Regions from separate parts of the Mus musculus genome. Here all the other regions are linked to region 6. The links are chromatin contacts, called in public HiCAR-type, HiChIP or PLAC-seq, Micro-C and promoter capture Hi-C maps. All regions are on one chromosome and are shown on one strand. Each heading gives the region's core, a stretch centred on a gene start, on an enhancer-like site or on the middle of the called end of the contact. The rest is flanking DNA. Distances are from core to core; before and after follow the strand shown.

Region 1 (3,587 bases), core at 221-2,720, 2.3 Mb after region 6:
TGAGCCTACGGGGGCGATTTTTATTTAATCACCACAAATGGTATGGCTGCTTTCTGTCTTCTTTTATCCATCTCTGAGAAGCAGCTGAGCTTTATAGTCTTCAGAGATGTTCTTTTCATCTCTAATGAAATTGCCCTTCGGTCCCTTCTTAAATTATGCTATTTATGAGACTAAGCGTCCCAAGAGGGGATAGAGATTTCTCCTGTCATTTGGTGACCACACTGAAGGACCTCTACAGTCCCAGTAACACCAGCATAGTCAGTACTTCAGGAAGGAGATGAGGGTCTGCGGTGAGATATTTCGGTGCCGGAGAACAAAGTCCACTATACATTGTAGAATACCAGTCATGTGGCTGACTGCTGTATTGCTAGCTGGGAGAGCAATATCCAAATACAGCATGATGCATCTTCCTATTTCTTAGGATTCTGTTCATGAGACTAATGTAATCATGAGTTTAGCCAGAACTTTTAATAGCTTACTCTATTCAACCTGTTCAATTTCTGCTACAGTGAGAAGGGCATTAGAAAAAAGAGAATCACTGTGTTAAGTGTGGTATGCCTTCCTTGGAAGCTAGCTAACTTTCTGACCTCTGTTTTGGTTTCCATAATCTGAACATAACAACTGATTTTTTTTTTTTTTGCGCTATTTGTAAAGACAGATTAATAAGAGATCTCTCTTTCTCTCTCTCCAACTCAGATGAGCTATTTACCACTTTCTTATTGAAGAAGAAAATACCAGCCTCCCATTGCTGGAGGTTAAATGCAACTTTAAGTCAGGATTAAGCAGGGGCATAGGGCGGTAAAACCAGGGTCTAGTCATTTGCCAAAATTGTCATTCATTAGATTAACTATCTAATGACTAGTCATTAGTCTAGATTCGAGGTCTGAGAAGATAAAACCTGTGTGTTTTTACAGGTGTGGGGTTGCTAAAAAAACAAAACAAAAAACAGCACCTCTCTGGATTCATACAAAGAAGGTCTTCACAAAGAGGTAGTGAGTCCCTACAAAATTGGGTGGCACGACCTATCTGTCATCAGTCTGTACAGCTGTAGACCAAGGATGAAGGGAAGGCCATTTACAGGAGACAAGGAAATTGTGCGATCCGAGGCAGGAGTGCCAGATTCTTAGGACGTTCCCAGGCCTGACTTATCTCCTCGATGCCAGTCCCACCCTGGGAAGCTGGTGGCAAGTGGGGGACCTCGGGTTGTGGCAGAAGGCCGGCTCCCACTGTAGGGAGGCCCCGCGCGCATGCGCATCGGCATGGCCCAGGCAGCTCCATTGGTCTCGGGCGTCCCCTTTTCCCTCTTCACCCCGACCTATCCCCCAAGACACCAGGCTCCCAGAGCGCGGGTCACCCGCGGCTCACCCGCTGGCTCGTCCCAGGCCCGGGCGCGCGCCTGCGCACGGGTCCCCGGGCGCGCGGGGTTACTAGAGGTGGAGCGCCGGGAGGGCGCGCAGCAGGAGGCGGACGCCGTTACGGAGGGAGCGTGGTCACGTGGCCGCTGGTCACCGCCGCCACCTCCCGCCCCATTCTCTTGCTGGTCGGGCCAGGCCCGGCGTGTTCCACGAGAGCCCGGCAGACTGACGGGGAGAGAGAGAGAGAGAGCGAGAGAGCGAGATAAAGAGAGGAGAGAGACAGAGAGACTGACAGAGAGAGAGAGAGAGAGAAAGGAGGGGAGGAGGATTCAGGGAATAGGAGCTGGGGAGCCCTGCTGCGCTACAGGTAAAAAAATAACATAACGATGCTAACGGTGAAAAAGCGCCTCGCCTCCCCCGTCAGCCTCCCCGGGCAGCTGCACAGCCGTCGCTCCCTCCCCGGCCTCCCCTCAGCCTCGCTGGGCCCCGTCCCGCCGCCAGGGAAGGCCCGAGCCGCCGGCCGCGGCTTGCGCGCGGGCTGGGAAGGGAGGCGGGCTGGGGCTCGGTCCGCTGCGGGCCGGCGGGCGAGCGGGCGGAAGGGCGAGCGCGCACACGGGCGAGGCAGCCTCTCTCAGCCCGCTCGTCCCAGTCCCCGTCCCCGTTCGGTCCTCGCTCCCGGACGAGCTCGGGAAGCAGCTACCGGGCATTGCCGAGCTGCTCAGCCAGCTCTACTTCCTCTTTGGCCGGTTCCCTGTTTCTTTCAGCCCTGGGCTGCACGTTTCCTTCCCAGGCCGGAAGTCAGGCGGCTGGAGCCCGGAGCCGAGCAGCCTCGGAGGAGAGAAACCCTCTCCTGCCTTAATTTGCCTTAGTGCTACTTAAGTTAGTCACGCCGGCATCTGTCAGTTCGAGGCCTGGCAGGACCCGAGGAGAACGACTTGGGAGAGTTCCCCCTGCCCCCTCTGTTTTCCTGGAAATGTACTGTTCTTCCAATACATTCTGTGCAGATATGCGACCTAGAGTTTGGTCACTCCTAGTTACTAATAGTTTCAGGACGACTTACTAACCAATTCAGCGCTTGAGAATGGTAACAGCTTTTGAAGGTTACATCTTTTATAACCCTTCAACTTCCACCCCCCCCCCCCCATCACTTTCTGCAGAGTCCCCATTTCTCAATTCTGAACTGGACTGAAACTTTACTATGCAGGTTACATGCTAAACTGCCTGAGGTGGATTGTGCTGAAATGCTAGGGCTTTTGTACGCGTAGTCCATCACAGTGTAGTCCACAAACCACCTCTTATTAGTGTGCTGTGGCACAGGATGCACTATTGGAAAAGAACTCTTGGAATACAGTGGGAAAGAAACTCACTTTTCCGTTATGCGTCTTTGGTTCAGTTCTATTTCCAGGACTTCCTTGGTGTCCGAAATAGAATGGAAAGGGCAGCTGCAGTGGGATAGAGAGCGTTGATCAAACCTGAGTCCCTGGGGGTTGGGTTCTTGTTAAAAATGTGATAGGAATTCAGTGGATGTGGTAACTGATACAACTTGTTATTCTGCATTTCTCACGTGGTGATGGACAAGACCTTGTTCAATACAAAAGGTGTAAATATCTTCTGTGTATAGAAATGAAGTTACGTGTCTGTGAAGGACGGACACACACACACACACACACACACACACACACACCCCTTGGAATGAAGAGGTGGCCTGATAGGAAAGTTCAGTGTCAGGGTGCACTAATAAAGTTTGCTTGGGGGAAGTAGAGTGAACCAACGCTGGATTCCAGGAGAAGGAAAAGAAGTACAAATTGTGTGCTCTGTATGCTGTGTGGTGCCTGCACCACATTTTTGTTTTATTTATTTATTTATTTATTTATTTATTTATTTTTGTTAAAATGGTTTGGCGTACTTCTTAAAAGACTCGCTTCCCAGTTCATTGAGTTTTTATTAAGGCATAGGCTCGGAATCTTGGGTTCGTGTGTAATGCTGGTTGAAAGTTTCTTCGATTGGCAAAATCATTGTGTCTGATATCTTCAAGTGTAGCCTCAGTTGGGCAGTGTGTTCTTGGTATTTGAAGCACATATTTTAAACAGTTGAGAGCCACACAAAGGGTGTCCTACCTGGATTTGTTTTTTTTTTTTCCTTCATGTAATTTTTATAATGTAAATGAAAGAGTTTAAAGTATTCCATGTACTTCTTCTGGTTTTCATACATAAAAATGGTTGTCCTTTTACT
Region 2 (3,358 bases), core at 497-2,996, 2.4 Mb before region 6:
GAAGTCAAAATATCACTATTTGCAGATGATAATGATATTACACTTAAGTGACCCCAAAAATTCTACCAGAGAACTCCTACAGCTGATAAACAACTCCAGCAAGGTGGCTGGATATAAAAGGAACTCAAACAAATCAGTAGCCTTCCTGTACTCAAATGATAAACAGGCTGAGAAAGAAATTAGGGAAATGACACCCTTCACAATAGTCACGGTACTATTACATACCTTAGTGTGACTCTAACCAAGCAAATGAAAGATCTGTATGACAAGAACTTCGAGTCCCTGAAGAAAGAAATGGAAGATCTCAGAAGATGGAATGATCTCCCATGCTCATGGATTGGCAGGATTAATATAGTAAAAATGGCCACCTTGCCCCATACAATCTACCGAGTCAATGTAATCCCCATCAAAATTCCAACTCAATTCTTCACACAGTTAGAAAGAGCAATTTGCAAATTCATCTGGAATAACAAAAAAAGTAAAACAAAACGAAACAGGATAATGAAAACTATTCTCAATGATAAAAGAAATTCTGGGGGAATTCACTATCCCTGACCTCAAGCTGTATTACAGAGCAATAGTGATAAAAACTGCATGGTATTGGTATAGAGACCGGCAGGTAGATCAATGGAACAGAATTGAAGACCCAGAAATGAACCCACACACCTATGGTCACTTGATCACACCCTGGTCACCTCCCCTTTGGGGGCCAGAATAGTTGGTGTTTGGGTTCATAGACCAAGCTGGTTTAAACTTTTTTTTTTTGGAGACAGGATTTCTTTGTGTATCCTCCCTGGCTGTCCTGGAATTACTAGGCTTAAACTTTTGATGTCCTGACTCCACTTCCCAAGTGCTGGCATAATGAGCCAGTGCAACCACTAAAGGCTGGGAATGTGTTAGTGTTTTGGCTACCAGTGTTTAGCTGAAAGAAGTGTGAGCAATTTAGATGAGTCTTTTTAAAAATGGATGATGCCTGGTGAATATCAACCAGGAGGTTTAAATTTGACCTGGATAGTCTGGATGCTCTTTTGGCTGTGAGGCAGGTGGATCACTCCACTTGAGGTTGTTTAGTGATCTGTGTATGCTAGAGACCTTGTGCCTAGATTAAGGAGCCTCCTGAGTGCAGCAGAGCAGGGACGACTGTGCAGTCCTGCTGTTAGGAAACATAATGGAGTGAGGTGAAGTAGCTTTGGCAGATCGAGCTGAAGTGTGTCCTGAGAAATTACGCCATGCATCTGGTGTAAAAAAGCTTTATTGGGGGGTGGGGGTTGGGGGACTGAGGTCCTGGCGAAGGGACAGAGGCAGAGAAGTGGGCATATGACAGGCAGAGAGAGAAAGGAGCGCACACCGGGAACAGAGAGACGGCCTGCCGAGTAGGGAGAGAGCTCCGGTGGCTGGTGGGTGGATACATTCATCCTGAAACAGACCGGGCGCGCCTGATGGCATCGGCAGGTGATGGCATCTGATGACAGAAGTCTCTGCTAGGTCCCCGAGAGTAGGCTTGTGGACCTGCCTGTACGCTAACAGGCGCAAGTTCTATGGCAATGCCTGTCTCTCCGCGTCTGAGACAGTTCTGTGCCTGAGCGGACACCAGGACTGGGAACCACTGTGCTGTGATACTTCACAGCCCTCGGTGACTAGGGGAGCTGTCACTCATTCCTTACTAGCCAATCACGGCCGCATGGATCCGCTAGCCAGAATGGGGAGAGCACTTCCGTTCCCTAATACTAAAGGTTCGGGCTCGGGTCTGAGGGAGGCTCTTGTGGTTCCGTGTCCTGGTCTGCCACCCGCTGCCGGGAGCTGTGAGGAGAGCGGGGCGAGCTCGGTCTCCACGCCATGGTGAGCGGGGCCGCCGTCCCCACGCGGGGAGGAGCCTTGGGAGACTGTGTGGGGTTCCTCCCGGGGTGCGGGAACCGGCGGTCAGACTCGCCGCCCGGCGTGATTGCGTTTGTTCACCTGAGGTCCCTGCACCTCCGGAGCGGAAGCCGGACGTCTGACTTCGATCCCGGGCTGCGCCTGCGCAGAGTGTGGGGCGCGGGTCCTGGAGTGAAAACATCCTTGTTGCTGACGTCACCATGCAGTGAGCGCCTCAGCTGCTTTTCCTGTGTCCAGGGAAGGCAGATGTGCTGACATGGAGAACCCTAGTTTCTCCGGTGTCTTCTACAAGTTCTGCACTTGGCACCTGAGGTTCTGATGTATGATCCGTCCGCAGTTAATTCTGTGCAGATGCAAAGTGTTTGCCATCGACACAGACTTGTAGATGCCTTGACCGTCCAGTAACGTGTGTTAGTAAGGCCAGGCTCACTGGGTTTCCTGGCCTCTTTCATCAACATTTACTCTATTTTAGTTGTGTGTTTTTTTTTCTTTTCTTTCTAAATTTTCTCTCATGTTCTGTTGATCTCTATTCTTTCCCAGGAAGTACTGTGCAGGCAGGTTTTCCCGGTTCTCTGAGAGAACTGGGTGGGGAGGGAAACAAGGGATAATAGCGAGCAATCAGAGAAAAGATACACACTTAAACCTGAGTTTGCAGGCCTCCAATTGTTTAATTTCTTCTTAGACAAGTTAGGGAAGGTTATTTTAAGGAAGCCTGTAACCCCTCTAGAGGAGTTAGTGTAGAGGAGTAAAGCTTTGTTCTCTTTATTTACTAAGACCAAACCTTCCTTGTTAGTTAGAAAAGACCTGTTCTGTCCCATAGTAAGGAGAAGTCTGCCTGCTCCTTCTGCTCTCTGCAGCTCTTTTTTTTTTCTCTTCCCTCTGCATTCTGTACATTGCTCTCATAGTTGTTTTTTTTTTTTTTTATGTTATCTATGGTTTCTAAGTTGTTCCACTCTGTATTCTCCTTCTAATCTTGCTCTCTCTTTCTGTTCAGATGTCACAAAAATGCTCTTATTCTCATTGCCTATATGATTTGATTTATGCCCCACAGGGTTGCCTTGGTCCAATCTTTCCTTCTTTGTAAAGGAAAAGTGTATTCTGAGCCCATGCATGTTGAGAAGTTATACTTTTTGTTTATTTTGATTTATAGAATTTGTATATTTTGAGTTTATATGATGTCAAAGTCAAGAGATTGCCCTTAGTATTCGACGAAACTTTAGACATTTAAACAGTGTTGGGACTGTGATATAATATGGAGATCTTTGAAATGAGAATAATTACATTTTGAATTATTGCTAGACTAGGAGCCTGTGATGGTTTGAATATGCTTGGCCCGTGGGAAGTGGCACTATTAGGAGGTTAGAGCCTCATCGGAAGAGGTGTGGCCTTGTTAGAGGAAGAGTGTGACTAAGAGGGTAGGCTTTACGGTCTGCTACAGCTCAAGCTTCACCCAGTGTAGAGAGCCTTTTCTTAGCTGCCTGTG
Region 3 (3,575 bases), core at 1,055-3,554, 2.5 Mb before region 6:
GACCCAGGGGCCCTGGGGATCCCACTCACTGACACCCACCTGACTGAAGTCCTCGCTGTCTGAAGCCTGCAGGGTCTGGTTGGCTGTTTCCAGGAGCTCCTCGGAGCTCTCCAGGGCTCGTGTGCAGGCAGCTAGCTGGTTCTGCGGGCAGTACAACGACACAGACAAGTCCCTCAACCACCACAAACCCACCCAGAGCTCTGACACCCTCTGGGACCCGCAGCCCAACAGGGCTTCAGGTAGGAGGAGCTTACTGGAGTCTTAAGTTCTGAGCCTGGGTCACATCCAAGTCCCCCAGGCTGTCCTCATACCACAGATGGGAATGAGGTTTGAGTACAATCTGAGAGACCACAGCTGGGATTCGGAGAGTTCATGAAAGCCATGGAAGGTATTTGAGGGGAAGTGTTACCCTGGTTCTGGGGGGACCAATGGGAAGGACTGGGAAATACAGGGAGGTGGTGGTGATGCAGGTGTTTTGGGGGAAGGGCTGGGCCCTGGCTGGCAAGGGTTAGGAGGGCACCAAAGGCTCTGGAGACAGGGTATGTGTATGTGGTTGCACCTGCAGCTCGTAGGTGCGGCTGGCCCTGTCCTGTTTGATCTTCATCAGCATGGACTCTTTCAGCTCCTCCAGAACCGACGTGAGGGACTGGAACTCGGCTTCCAGATCCTCCTGGACTTTGGCTGAGTTTGCCTGCAATGGAGAGAGGCTACCATGAGGCTAGAGCAGTAATGCATGTTTTAGCCCCAGCCCTGGGGAGGCAGAGGCAGGTGAATCTCTTTGAGTTCCAAGCTAGCCTGCTCTATAGAGCAAGTCTTGAGCCAGCAAGGGCTGCAGAGAGAAACCCCATCTCACAAAAGAAAAGGCAAGGGCTATGCAGACGGGGAAACCAAGGTGTGGAGAGTCCCCAGCAGACAGAGGGGTGCCTCCTGGCCTCTCCCCTGCACCCACATCTGCAGACAGGAGCAGACTGTTCACCTCTACATTCAGCAACATCTGCTTCAGGGAGTAGATGAAGGTCTGCGTCTCCTCATTCTTCATGGCCAGGGTAGTGATGATTTTTCTTAGCGCCTCCTGGGGGACAGAAGGAACATGGGGCAGCAGGTTGGGGGAGCGCTGTCCTCCAGGAATACAGGTCTGATGTGAGGCTGTGAGATTCCCATAGTAGAGAAGAAAACTGGAGCCCACAGAGCCTCTCAGGGACAGACTTTGAGCACTGAGCTTATTTGGTTTTGACTTTGGGTGTGTGTGTGTGTGTGTGTGTGTGTGTGTGTGCACATATGTATGCATGCACATGCATGTGGAGGCCAGGGGTCAATGTTGGCTGTCTTCCTCTCTCAATGTCCACCTATTACTTGAGTATGGTTTCTCAGTGAGCCTGGTCTAGGCCAGCTGCCATCGAGCCCCAGGGATCCTCCTGTGTCCGTGTCCCTAGGGCTGGGGCTGTAGTGTATGCAGCTACACACTAAACTAGCTTCCTACGTGGGCGTTGGGAACTTGAACTCAGGTTCTCACATTTGCATAGCAAACACTTTACCCACTGAGACACCTCCACAGCTCCTTGTTCAGTTTTGGAGACAGAGTCTCACTGTGTAGCCTAGGCTAGTCTTGAACTAACATCTACCTCTTGCCTCTACCTCTAGAGGATAGGACACAGGAGTGTACCACCAGCAACCCAGGCCAGTAGGTGCATCTTTAAAGCTGAAGGTGAGCTGCACCGAGAGAGTAGTCTGGGCAAGGCGAGTCCCAGAGTCCAACTGAGTATATGGAGAAACAAACTTCTCCTGGGAGAGGCGTGATAGGCAGGGGTCCGCCTGGGAAGTGGACGGGTTTCACTTGGGCAGCTGGAAGGTCTTGCTTGTGAAGGACTGGGCAAGGAGAGGAGGATCCTCTGGGAAAGCAGGTGGAGGACACCAGAAGCCGGTTCCCACCCAGGGTGGTGGGGCTGGGCCCTGCGTAGCTTGGGTTGGTGACCTGTGGGGTGGATTAGGATCCCAGGCTAGGATGACGAGATGCTGAGGGAGGGCAGGAGCGGGGAGGAGAGGTAGGGGGTCTGCGTGTTAACAGGAGCCGCTGTGCGGGCGGCCCGTGCGGGGGGAGGGGCGCTGCGGCATCACCTGGTCCCCTCCCTGTTCCCAATCCCTGCATTTCTCCAGGTCCTACCCTCTGGTCTTCCATAGTTGCAGCCCCCTGTTGCCTTGGCCTGGCCGCGGGTCCCCTTCAGCTGGTTCTCCAAACCCTTAAAGTTCCTTGGACGCAGACAGCAGCCAACTAGCCTTCCGTGCCCTCGCCGCCTCCGCCGCCGCGCCCCCTGCTCAGCGCTCCATCACTACATGTACTACGCATGCGCGAGCGACCGGCGCTGCTTGGGAAATGTAGTTGTCTTCCTCCGGAGCTTGGGTTATCCCAGTGTAATACTGGGAGGGATGAGGAAGCCCTCAGGCGGAAGGCAGGATATCTGAGTTTGGCCTCTTATCCTGTCTTGTGAACTCAGGACTATCCCTTACTCACCTCAGATTGATCCGGTTTGCTATTCAAATTGGCACCCAGGGTGCCCACCCTTTCCTACCCTGAGAGCTGTCCTTCGGTGGCCCACATGCTTGCCACTTACTGCTTGTACAACCAACCAGAATAGAGCCATTATGGTCGCACAGTGAGACAAGGTCCTATACATCCCCCAAAGCCTCAGATTGTATCTTCCCCTAGAAACCTTTCTACCAGCCCTTGCTCTTCAGGGCTAGACATATTTATCTAAAGAGTTCATCTGCTATTAGCCCGGCAAAGGCTGAGGCAGAGTTTCTCAACCACATTGGGGTCAAATGACTTCTTCACAGGGATCGCCTAAGACCCTTGGAAAACAAAAATATTTACGTTATGATTCATAACAGTAGCAAAATTATGGGTATGAAGTAGCAATGAAAAATTTTATGGGTGGGGGGTCACCACAACATGAGGGACTATATTAAAGGGTTCAAGCATTAGGAAGGTTGAGGACCACCAGCCTGGGGCTTCATCAACCCCAGGGTCTTTAAACACTGCCCTCCCCCCACTCCTAAGAAAATAGGTCATGGTTGTGATTGGGTATGAGACAACTCTCTTGGTCAACTATTACAGTATTGGCCACTGACCCCAGAGTGGGGCTGAGGCTGGAAGTTGACTGTGAGAACCACTCACCACTCAAAGCCTCCGCTTCTGCCCAGACCTTGCAGGTGGCCATGAGAACCTGTAAGAGGCAGACTTGGCCTGGACAGGTTAAGACCACTTCATTCACAGAGAGGTCCTAACCTTCCAGCGGGAATGAAGATGGCATAATTGGCTGGGGATGTCTGTGCACTCACTGCCCACCAGGAGTTACAGCTGCCCTTATGGTTTGACTGAGAACAGGGTGACTTGATTTTCCTACCAGAGGAGGTCTCTCTCTCTAAAGCCCAGACTGGCCTGCAACTCAAGAGACTCCCTGCCTCTGCTTCCCGAGTGCTGGGATTAAAGGTGTGCGCACCACACCCGGCACAATGGCAACAGCGGTGACACTGATGGTTATTACCTGTGTGACCCCAAAGTTACCACAGAATTCTGC
Region 4 (3,151 bases), core at 246-2,745, 2.2 Mb before region 6:
GCTTAAATCTAACTGCAGCAAAAACAGTGGGAGTTTTCTGCCGAAGAACCAGTGGGTTGATACAAAGACTATCTGTCAGAAATAAAAAGCAAAATATAATTTCTAATATAAAAATAGAGAGGAGTTGATTAACATTTCTATTAGACCACTGTGGGTAGTATTAGGAAGTTTTAATATGGATGACACTAGCATAGATAAGCAGACATAAATAACAAACTAAAGAAGTACATTTTGATTTTAAGTCTCCTTTTAGTCTAATATACTCACTTCAAAATTCGTCCCATTTATATCATTTTAATGGGAACGTAAGTAGCAATGCCAATTTATTTGGTTTTCTTCACATATTCGATTCCATTGTGCCAAATTCTGACTTCATGTTATAGGTGGAATGTGCCCCAATCACACTGAATTTCTTTAACTCAATTACATGGAAATCACGTACATGGAAATATTCTTCTCAGTCATGGGAAAGATACCTTTAACTGATTTTTTTCTATTGATAGAACAATGGAGATCATTTCCATCCTACCATAAATGCATACAATCCCATCATTTTTGTCAATGCACTCAGTCTTTGATGAACTTTGATGAACTTAAGGGAGAAAGATTAACAGTTACAATTAACATAGGCAGTGCCATTAATGTTGCATGTAGTTTAAAAGAATGAACAAAAGACCTTCATTTTCATCAATGGAATTTCAAAACTTTCCCCACTTCCTGAAAAAAGTGGGTGGGTAAAATGAATAGATGTAGACTCAATTTAAACTAATAGTGGAACATTTTGTGAAAGATAAAAAAGTTATTCTGTGTTTAAAAATGCCTTTTAACCCGATACAAAGGGTTCCCAAATAACTCCAAATAATCGTGATAAACTTTTAAAGCCTACACACTTTTTAAAATTTAATTTTTAATTAATTTTTTTACACTCGATATAAGCCTACATACTCTTGTTCAGCTTTCTATATTCTGAAATTAATCATTACAAAGTTTCTAAACTCATGACAATTTTTCATCACTCAAAAATATAGTAAAGAACGATAAATCTTCAGACTAACAAAGGATTGTTGGTATTTTTCAACTTGCCTGGCAATAGCATAATAGCCCTAAATTGCGATTAAAAAAACAACAAAACAACATTGTTATCTTCGTCTATTTACATCGTGTAAAAGTGCATTTGGGTGCTTAACTTAGATTAACAAAGGGTTTTGCCTCTGATCCATTTATTCAACAAAATAGAATTTGGAGTCTCACTCGGAATAGGGTTCCAATTGGCTACAGGATTTAGGACTCTTTCAAGCCAGTTACTATCCTTTGAACAGTGTGTTCTCCCCCCCCCCCCCCCCCCCCCGCTAGTCCCCAGAAAAATCCATTAGGGGCGTGGAAAGAGGAGCAGCAGGCTTCCTACTCTGCAGGGACCAACTGGGAGGAGCTTGGCCGAGGCCCCGCCTGCCTTTCGCTTTTGTTATGGGAAGCACGAGCAAAAAGCGGGCGGAATGGTTGGAGTGCGCATGCGTGTGTCCCACGGCTCCGGAAGTCGAAGTCGCGTCTCTGCAGGTTGAAAAAGTTGCCGGGATCCTCGGTGTTCTGTGAGGTACTGAACGCTAGGGTGTTGGAGTTCTTGGTGTAATCGCTGGAGGTCGGGCCCTGGATGATATGAGGGGTCGTTTGCAACCACATTTGGGGTAGTTGTAGAGAAAGTGCGCTATGCGTTGGCGGCAGCGATAACCCGCTGTGTTCGGCATCCTCTCTCTCAGGGAGACCTCAAGCTTCAGGGGTGTGTGTGTGTGTCTGTGTGTGTGCGCTATGCGTTGGCGGCAGCGATAACCCGCTGTGTGTGTGTGTGTGTGTGTGTGTTATTGGGAGCCTCAGAGGCTTCAGGTACTTGCCCAGGTGACAAGTGTCAGAAGAAAAGCATGAACCTGGTGCACAGTGAACAGAGAGAGCGCTAGGATTAAAGGAACGGGCTACTACTATGCCGTGCAACAGGTCGGAAAACTGGCTTTTAAAAGTATTTTGATTCAAGCTGATACTTCCTGCTGAGGACACAAAAAGCATCGTTTTGCCAAAGTATAATTTGTTTTCAGTTTTTTTTTTTTTTGTTTTTTGCTTTCTTTAGTAATATTGAAGAGTATTAATGTAGGATCTACTTTTAATCTGTTTTTTTTCTTTGAAAAGTGGATAGTGACTTTATTAGTATGAGGTTCATATGAGTTTTAATCTGTTGTTTAAGAAATACCCATATGGTTGTTTACCAAGAGTCCATGGTGTGTGTGAGACAGAAAGTTTTAATATGAAAGCCAAAAGAGAAGTTGAAAGGAACTGTTATAAAACACTATCATGCCTGTACTTTTGACTAGGTAATTATTTTCCGAAGTTGACAGTGGGGCAGAGACTAAACTGAACTTTTTGTTTTGTATTGACTTGCCCTCATTGTCCTAGTTTATGAGTTTTTCATTTCACATTAAGAATTTTTTCTTTCTTAAATTGTAATTGGTTTCTAAAACAACATTTTATTTTGCTGAGAGATTGTATTACCGGGTTGAGAAAAAACACTTTGGGAAATTAATGAACTTCACTTTCTGTATCTTCAATAAGACTTAAGTTATGAATCTTACATATTTTTTTCCTCAGATTTTCCCCAGATGACTTAATATTTATTAGAACATGCTATATTGAATTCCTAAAAGTATGGTCCAAGTGAAATTCAGAGAAAGGTTCTCTAAAGATTAAGAAAGGGAATCGAATATCCTGACTGCCTGACACATCCCATAGTTCAGTATGAGTATATTAGGAGTACTGTGCCAGTGCAAGTTTTTAAAGGCAAGTGAGCATGCTTGCTGAAGATTGCTGTAATCCTCAGCCATAGATATTAGCAGCACAGGCTTGCACAGAGAGAGGTTCTGTTTGTGTGTGTGTGTGTGTGTGTGTGTGTGTGTGTTGTGTGTTGTGTGTATGCAGTGGGCTTTATGCAGGATGAGGCTGTAGCAGAGACCTTTGGGACAGTAATTCTCAGGTAGTCAGTCATATGTGAGAAGAACCCTTTCTCAGAACCTCTAAGTGACTTTATGTGTTTTGTTAGGGTTGATGCTACTCTGGCAGTATCCTGAAAACTTTCTTAAAAGATAAGACATTTCAAAGGCTTTCAGTTGTA
Region 5 (3,390 bases), core at 3-2,502, 2.5 Mb before region 6:
GGAACAGGAGCTTCCGTAGGCCATGTAGGACCTGTTATGCATGGAAGCATGAGCTCCTATACTTACTACAAACCCCAAGGTTCTTAGCTCAATTTCTAGATGAGAAAACTGAGGTTTTTTTGTTTTTTTGTTTTTTTTTTTTTTTGGTTTTTCGAGACAGGGTTTCTCTGTGTAGCCCTGACTGTCCTGGAATTCACTCTGTAGACCAGGCTGGCCTGGAACTCAGAAATCCACCTGCCTCTGCCTCCTAAGTGCTGGGATTAAAGGCGTGTGCCACCACTGCCTGGCCTGAGGTTTTTTTTTTTTTTTCTTCTTTTTTTCTAATTTCCCTTCTCTCCTTTCTCCTTCTCCTCCATCTCCCTCCTCTTCCTTCTTCCTCCTCCTCTTCCTCCTTCTGGAGGGTCTCACATAGCCTAGGCTGGCCTTGAACTGTGGATTCTGAAGAACTCCCTAGACTACCCACACCCCACACTTGTTCTGTTGCTTTAGAAGCAGGTTCCCAAGGGGCCTAGGCTGCCTCCTACCCTGAGTGGATCAGGACATTGGAATCTCTTGATACTTGGCTTCCTCCTATGTGACTGTGGATGACCCTGAACTCCTGAGAGCTTCATGGCAGGTGTGCCCCACTATACCCAGTATTGTCTACATTTCTTTTTCGTTTTCTTTTCTTTTACAGCTGCTGAGTCACAAAGGTGAGGCTTCAGGTTTCGGGTTTCTGAGAGTCAACTGTCTAGCTCCACAAATGTCTAAGTTCAAGGGTGCCTCTGCCTGGATAAATGAGGTTTTGAGGCTTCATGCCTCAGTTTCCCCATCCCTGTAGTAGAAGGAGAACAGGTCCAACGGGTATAGGTGTGAGTTCCCAGCTGATGGTAGATATGACCTTAAACTGAAAGGGAAGGACTAGTTCCCTCCGCCCAGGTGCCCCAGTCCCCCTGTGGTCACCTACCTGTTTCAGTGTAACCAGGGGAGCGGCTGGCCCAGAGGGCAAGTGACAGGAAGAGCAGCTTGGACATGCTCTGTGGCTCTGTTCCTTGGATCCGAGTTAGTGACCCATCAGAGAGAGGGTGAAGGACAGGGGACTCACACAGGGAACCTGGCCCCAGGGAAGGACCTGCCCAGTGTGGCTCAGTTGTCCAGTGTATGGGGCAGGAGATGATGATGGTGACGGGAACCCTGATTCTGTCACCAGCTGCTGTGTGTATGTGTGGGGAAAGGCCTTGAGGTAGAAGGAGGGCCCCAAAAGGGAGAAGTCACTGAGCAGCTTTCCTTCCGGCTGATGGCCAACGGGGAAGCCCCAGGAAGGGGCCTGAGGCACAGGGAGAGGAGGGAACTGAGAGAAACAGAGACAGAATCAGGGAGAGAGAGAGACAGAGACAGAGGGACAGAGAGACAGGGGGACACTGTTCTAGAAACTGGGTAGTGTTCCTCTCACCACTTACAATCTCACCCAAGCTGCATCAGGCCCCAGACAACAAGGAGCAACTACCACCTCCAGGTTGTCCCCAACTCCAGGGACACTGAACTGTGCAAGACACCTGTGCAGAATACCCAAGGAAACCCCCATGGAGAGGCTGAAGTCTCTGGGAACTCCAGGTCACTTGTGTCCCTTCAGCATCAACAGAGCTCAGAACCCTGGGGGATTCAGGGGGTTTGCCTAGAAACAGGGGGGTGGGGAGTGGCAGGAGTAGGAACAGAAAAAGGCATAACAATACTCAGGCTCAGGCATAACAATAGCCATTTGTCATCCTAGCATGTGGGAGGCTGAGATAGAAGGATGTCTGTGATTTTAACTCCAGCCAGATACACAGGGAGACTGCCATCTCAAAATAAAAGAAAAGAAAAAAAGTAAGAAAGGAAAAAATAATAATAGATGAGGGTCTAGGGCCTTGAGTTCAATTTACACACACACACACACACACACACACACACACACACACACACACACACGAACGCTACCACCAAAAGGAAAAAAAAACTCAAAAAACCCCAAGATGAACCAAAGTATTGAAGAAGAGTGAGAGAGTCATCTGTAATTATTTATTCACCTTTTAGCACTGATTGGAAGAGAACCCAAGACCTCAAATACACCATTCCAGCCCCAGCCCCTTCCTGGGGGTATAAAAGAAATAGGATTCACGCCCTGAGCCATAACTCCGTTTCCTGGTTTCTTTAGACATTGCATTGCATTCATACTTATTAACATACCTATGTTTTGGGTCCAGAAGCTCAGACTATGTTTTTAGCCCTCTTTGCCCCATCTTCACCCTTACCCAGTGCTCCAGACTAGTTCCATTTTTCTTGTCAATGAGTTTATACTCCTGGGGGATGGTTGGGGTGTAGGTGACATGTGCAGAGAATTGCAACATCCCAGGTATAGGGTGACAGGACTCAGAAAGTCAGAGTGTAGGGCGCCATTGGCAGAGTCAGCTGGGCACCACTAGTCAGATCCTAAGCTGGTCTCCCAGTCATGCACTCATCATGCACTGAGTGCAATGCTGGGAGCTGGGGGACTCGCCTGAATGACATGCAGGAGATGGTTGTGGTACAGTGCCATGCTCCCGGGCCTCTTCCTGTAGGCCTAAGAAATGGAGAGGAATGGGCAGAGGGATCTGGGGTTCAAGCTCATCATTTGATACATAGTGAATTTTAGGTCAGTCTGGACTACATGAAACCCTGCCTCAAAAGGAATGGAGGGAGGTAAGAGGGGAGGAAGAAAAGGAGAAGGTAGGGAATGGGGAGAAAGGGAACAGGAAGAGAGACCCTTCCATAGTGAGATATACCCTCTGTACCTGAGTAATGGCTAAGTCAGGGATGTGTGCCTGAGGTGCTCTGAGCAGCCTGGATTCTGTCTGTACCCCCACTGGTCTGTCTGTGGCTCCCATCACTTGCCTGACAAAGGCAGTGGCTCTATTCCCTGCTGCAAGGCTGTAATCTGGCCACACAGGTCATCCTCTTCTTCAAATCTGGCTTTGGCAGGACTTTTGAGCGCCAGATGTGGGGAACTAAAGGGGTGGGAGAGATGACCCACATCCCACCAGAGCTCCGGGGCTCTGGGCGGGAGGACTCAGGAGACTGCTGTGCGCTCTCCATGCTACTGGGTGAGTGTCTGGCTGTGGGAAGCCATGGAACTCCAGTCCGCTGTGGTGGAGAGGGAGCAGTCTGAGGTCCCTTAGCCTCATGGAAGATAGGCTCTAGCTCTTGGGCATCAGGACGTCGCTGGGCATCACGTAAGAGCTGAGAAAGGGTGGGGACTCCGGGGGTGGCTCTGTCTGCCCTGGAACAGAAGGGAAAAGGGGCAGGAGGAGAAGGCACTGGGTGCTCCTCAAGTGGGCGAGAGTATTTGATCTGGTTAGTGGATGGAAGCGCTGAGAGGCCTTCTTGAGAGATTAG
Region 6 (3,263 bases), core at 245-2,744:
ACTTGTCGCCTAGGCAAGCACAGGATAGGTTACGGATGGCCTGGACTCCTGATCCTACCTACCTCAGCTTCCAGAGTGCTGGGATGACAGGCGGGGTGCCTTCACAGTCAGTGTCTTTTAAAGTGCAAAGCTACTAAATCTTTTACTTCCAAAGACCTCAAACGGAAATAAGCCCAAGTATAAACCTACACAGGTTGAACATGGTATTAATGTTAAGTGCGAGGGCTGGGGGTGTTCAGTGAAGCTACTGCTCAGTGCACAGAGGTTCTGCACTTATAACTTGTACTTTTATTCCGTCAAAGAAAACTTTTGCATAATATGCATCTCCAATCTTTAAAATAGTTTTTTTATACAGTTAGGAAGTCTTTGATTAAAAAAATTGCACTGAGCCCTTAAATTGTGCCAGGCACTGTTGTGCTGCCTACTTTGTTCACAACCCCACGGGTTCAAATTTTACATTAAGAACGATTCTGGGCAGACCTCAATATTCTGGAAGATGTAACAGTTTTTTTTTTTTTAATTAGTTACGTGCAAGGCAACTGATTCAGAACTTTAAATCCATTTCGGCGAGGCAAAAACTAATATGCCAAGAGTGACAGTCAAAGCTTTAAACTTCTGGAGGCGTTAGGATGTTAACCTGCTCGCACCTTGGCCCGGGCTTCCCACCTCCCACGGAAGGGACCAGAGGATCCCACTACTCGCACAGCCCGGCCAAGCCGGTCAGAGGTAGGCGGAGCTCCCCAATCCCCACCTGCTGGAGGCCTGGGTTCCTGTCTGGAAGAAGCCGAGAAATCAAACCGGGGTGCCGGGGCCAGGAGCTCCGCTGGGCCTGGTGGGCGCGCTCCTGAGCCACCCCCGTCACCCCGGATGCGATCCGGCTCAGTAGCCGGGACAGAGCCCCAAAGACCGGGCTGGAGACCGCCAGGGCCCCAGGCTCTTCCCACGGCGCCATCTTGTGAAGGGAAGAGGGTGCCACCCGCCGCTCCCTCAGAGGATTCCCCACGTCCCAGGCCCCGAAGCTGCTAGAAGAATGAGTCACTAAGCGCTGAGGGCCCGCGGCGGCTTGGAGGCCCCAAGCCCGGCCCGGGACCACAGGGACCCGCCCCGACGGCGGCTTACCTGGGCCGCGTCTCCCGGCAGCGAGGCCACGCACGGCCCGGCCCGGCCCGGAGATCGGATGCGCCGCGGCTGCAGCGGCGGCGTCGCCTGCTCGCTCCTTCTTCTCACCCTGGCCGGCGCGGGACTCTGAGCGCCGCCCGCCGTGCCGCCGCCCCTGCCGGGCTGCGTCTCCGCCTCTCCGTTCCGCCTTCCTTTCTCCTCCTCCTCCAGAGTCGCCGCGCTCGAGTTCCGAGGACTTCTTCCTCGTCGTCGTCGTTCTCCTCCTCCTCCTCCCTCGGTCTCCTCCCCTCAGACCGCCCCGGCTCCTCACGAACCAAAACACAAACACTCGGGCTCCAGCGCAGGAACTGCTTCCGCCGGCTCCGCCACGTAGCCGCACGCAGCGAAGAACGCCGTGACGTCATTTCCGCCGCTGCCCCTCCCAGGAGGCCGGCAGCGGCTTCCTAAGGGGGCGGGGCCGAAGTCACGTGACATCCCCGGGTGCGCTAAGGGAGAATAGTTCGGCCCTCTCTAACGCCTCCTTGATCTGAACCGACATCTTTGGGCTCCGGCTGCAAGGCGAGGCAGGAGCGTCAGGAATGAAGAGGGGGGCGTGGGGTTGCGTCACGTGTCTTCTCCAATTCCCTGGGGCCAGACCTACTCACTTCCTTGCTCTGCCTTCCTCCTCCCCGGGGCTCCACCCTCAGTACCACCATTGTTATCTGGGTGGCGGCGCTCTAAGCCGGCGGGTTGGGAACCCGAGAGGCGTGGGCCAGACCTGCGTTTTATGGGTCTCATCGGAGCTGACAGGGTCCCCACTGCCATTGTCAGCCTGGGTTGTCTTCCCATTGCGGCGATTTTCGGTCTGATGGTTCACTCACAGGCCTCTCACACCACTTCAGCAGCTCAGTAAAGGGGTTTAGGCGAGCGAGGGCTCCTGTGGCTCTGGAAATGCCCTGCTTTTCCGAGAATGGGCGTGTCTGTGATCTCGGAGAGAATTAAGACCCTTAAATTCAAAAGCTGCCTTTAGACAGCAAACCTCAAAAGAATAACTTGCTTTTATTGAGAGTTTACCTGTGTGTGTGGTTTTTTGTTTTGTTTTGTTTGTTTTTTGAGTGAAAAGGAGGAAATCCTAATAATTAGCGTTTATTTGGAATTCCCCATTGAACTAAGTAGTAAACATTTTGGAGTGATCTCTCTCTCTCTCTCTCTCTCTCTCTCTCTCTCTCTCACACACACACACACACCCATTGATAAGCACAGTTGATAAGCACACAGAGTCCTGGCATGTTTGTGGAATGAATGAGGGAGGCAAATAATTTGGCCACGATCACAGGTTAGATATAGTCTAGCCTGCAGCCGGCTCCATAACACTAGTTCTTAAGATTCCAATGAACAGCAGCCCAAGATGTTTATGGCTGCCCACAGCACACCTATTTAAGACGTTCCCTTGATCCGCATAGGTCCAAATACTCCACTCCCCTAAATTCTGGCACTGGTTTCTATCAAAAGAGTCATTCCTTGTCTCTGTCAGAAAGGTTCTGTGGTGCCTATTAGCATACCAAAACACAAGGCTAGCCTTCTGATTTACTCAGTACCTGTGGCTCTTCTCACCCCACTTCCTACCCTAAACTTCTCCAAGTCATGAGCTTCCCTCTTCTAGTTTCTCATTCCCATGTAACCCTACTATTTGACTCTCTCTCTCTCTCTCTCTCTCTCTCTCTCTCTCTCTCTCTCTCTCCCTCCCTCTCCCTCTCCCTCTCTCCTTCCCGCTCCCCTCTCCTGTGGCCTCCTTTGCTCCTTTGTCTTCCTGTCTCACTACCCCATCCCACCCCATGGCCATGTCCAGTCTACACTTTTCTCTCCCAGCTCTGGATTTTTCCAGATGCCTCTGGCTGTACTTTCCCTCATACCTACAACAAAACCCTTCCTTCCCTTCAAACAAGCATGCCTTTGAGTAGTCGTGGCCTCAGTTTATACATCTGGCACTACAAACTTCCTTTATACACAAACCACACGGACATGAATGCTTTGATCAAATCCACCCTTCCAATTTCCTTTCCCCCAAATACTCTCATATTCCACCATGACTTTTCCTCCTTAACTTCAAGTACTCTTTCTTTAAAATCATTTTTAAATTTGATTTTATGTTTATGAATGTTTTC

What was found. Promoter capture Hi-C pulls out the DNA fragments that hold promoters and counts their contacts. Hi-C and Micro-C count contacts between places; a contact is called where the count stands out from the background. HiCAR-type assays count read pairs that join an accessible place to other places. HiChIP or PLAC-seq counts read pairs in DNA pulled down with a chosen protein or histone mark.
Region 1: a Micro-C map of embryonic stem cells shows a contact between it and region 6, with 12 times the contacts expected there. The contact joins the promoter of Tbc1d5 here to the promoter of Rab5a in region 6. A contact is called at or near these places in 7 of 39 promoter capture datasets (the C10 cell line, cranial neural crest, embryonic stem cells and 4 more), 1 of 484 Hi-C or Micro-C datasets (embryonic stem cells) and 2 of 115 datasets of contacts at active chromatin or transcription factors (astrocytes and large pre-B cells).
Region 2: an H3K27ac HiChIP or PLAC-seq map of embryonic stem cells shows a contact between it and region 6, with 7 times the contacts expected there. The contact joins the promoter of Zfp119a here to the promoter of Rab5a in region 6. A contact is called at or near these places in 2 of 39 promoter capture datasets (the 3T3-L1 cell line and the C10 cell line) and 2 of 115 datasets of contacts at active chromatin or transcription factors (embryonic stem cells and neural progenitor cells).
Region 3: a contact with region 6 is called in a HiCAR-type map of astrocytes, with 8 times the contacts expected there. The contact joins the promoter of Fsd1 here to the promoter of Rab5a in region 6. A contact is called at or near these places in 2 of 115 datasets of contacts at active chromatin or transcription factors (astrocytes and epiblast stem cells).
Region 4: a promoter capture Hi-C map of pre-B cells shows a contact between it and region 6, with 4 times the contacts expected there. The contact joins the promoter of Pot1b here to the promoter of Rab5a in region 6. A contact is called at or near these places in 13 of 39 promoter capture datasets (the 3T3-L1 cell line, 3T3-L1-derived adipocytes, the C10 cell line and 7 more) and 2 of 115 datasets of contacts at active chromatin or transcription factors (astrocytes and large pre-B cells).
Region 5: an H3K27ac HiChIP or PLAC-seq map of embryonic stem cells shows a contact between it and region 6, with 8 times the contacts expected there. The contact joins the promoter of Ebi3 here to the promoter of Rab5a in region 6. A contact is called at or near these places in 2 of 39 promoter capture datasets (embryonic stem cells and liver), 2 of 484 Hi-C or Micro-C datasets (B cells and cardiomyocytes) and 5 of 115 datasets of contacts at active chromatin or transcription factors (embryonic stem cells, extraembryonic endoderm stem cells and stem cell-derived neural progenitor cells).

What each region holds. Positions count from the first base shown.
Region 1 is chr17:51,177,235-51,180,821 of GRCm38.p6, reverse strand. Tbc1d5 (TBC1 domain family, member 5) reads left to right here and starts at 1,470. Exons shown (of 22, transcript NM_028162.4): 1 at 1,470-1,722.
Region 2 is chr17:55,877,341-55,880,698 of GRCm38.p6, reverse strand. It overlaps Zfp119a (zinc finger protein 119a), which reads left to right and starts at 1,746. Exons shown (of 4, transcript NM_144546.6): 1 at 1,746-1,839. The coding sequence starts at 1,837.
Region 3 is chr17:55,985,240-55,988,814 of GRCm38.p6, reverse strand. It overlaps Fsd1 (fibronectin type 3 and SPRY domain-containing protein), which reads right to left and starts at 2,304. Exons shown (of 13, transcript NM_183178.2): 1 at 2,162-2,304; 2 at 977-1,072; 3 at 560-691; 4 at 40-141. The coding sequence starts at 2,176.
Region 4 is chr17:55,710,980-55,714,130 of GRCm38.p6, reverse strand. Pot1b (protection of telomeres 1B) reads left to right here and starts at 1,495. Exons shown (of 17, transcript NM_028370.2): 1 at 1,495-1,591.
Region 5 is chr17:55,950,485-55,953,874 of GRCm38.p6, reverse strand. It overlaps Ebi3 (Epstein-Barr virus induced gene 3), which reads right to left and starts at 1,252. Exons shown (of 5, transcript NM_015766.2): 1 at 947-1,252. The coding sequence starts at 1,013. It also overlaps a transcript of Zfp119b not described here.
Region 6 is chr17:53,477,465-53,480,727 of GRCm38.p6, reverse strand. Rab5a (RAB5A, member RAS oncogene family) reads right to left here and starts at 1,494. Exons shown (of 6, transcript NM_025887.4): 1 at 1,120-1,494.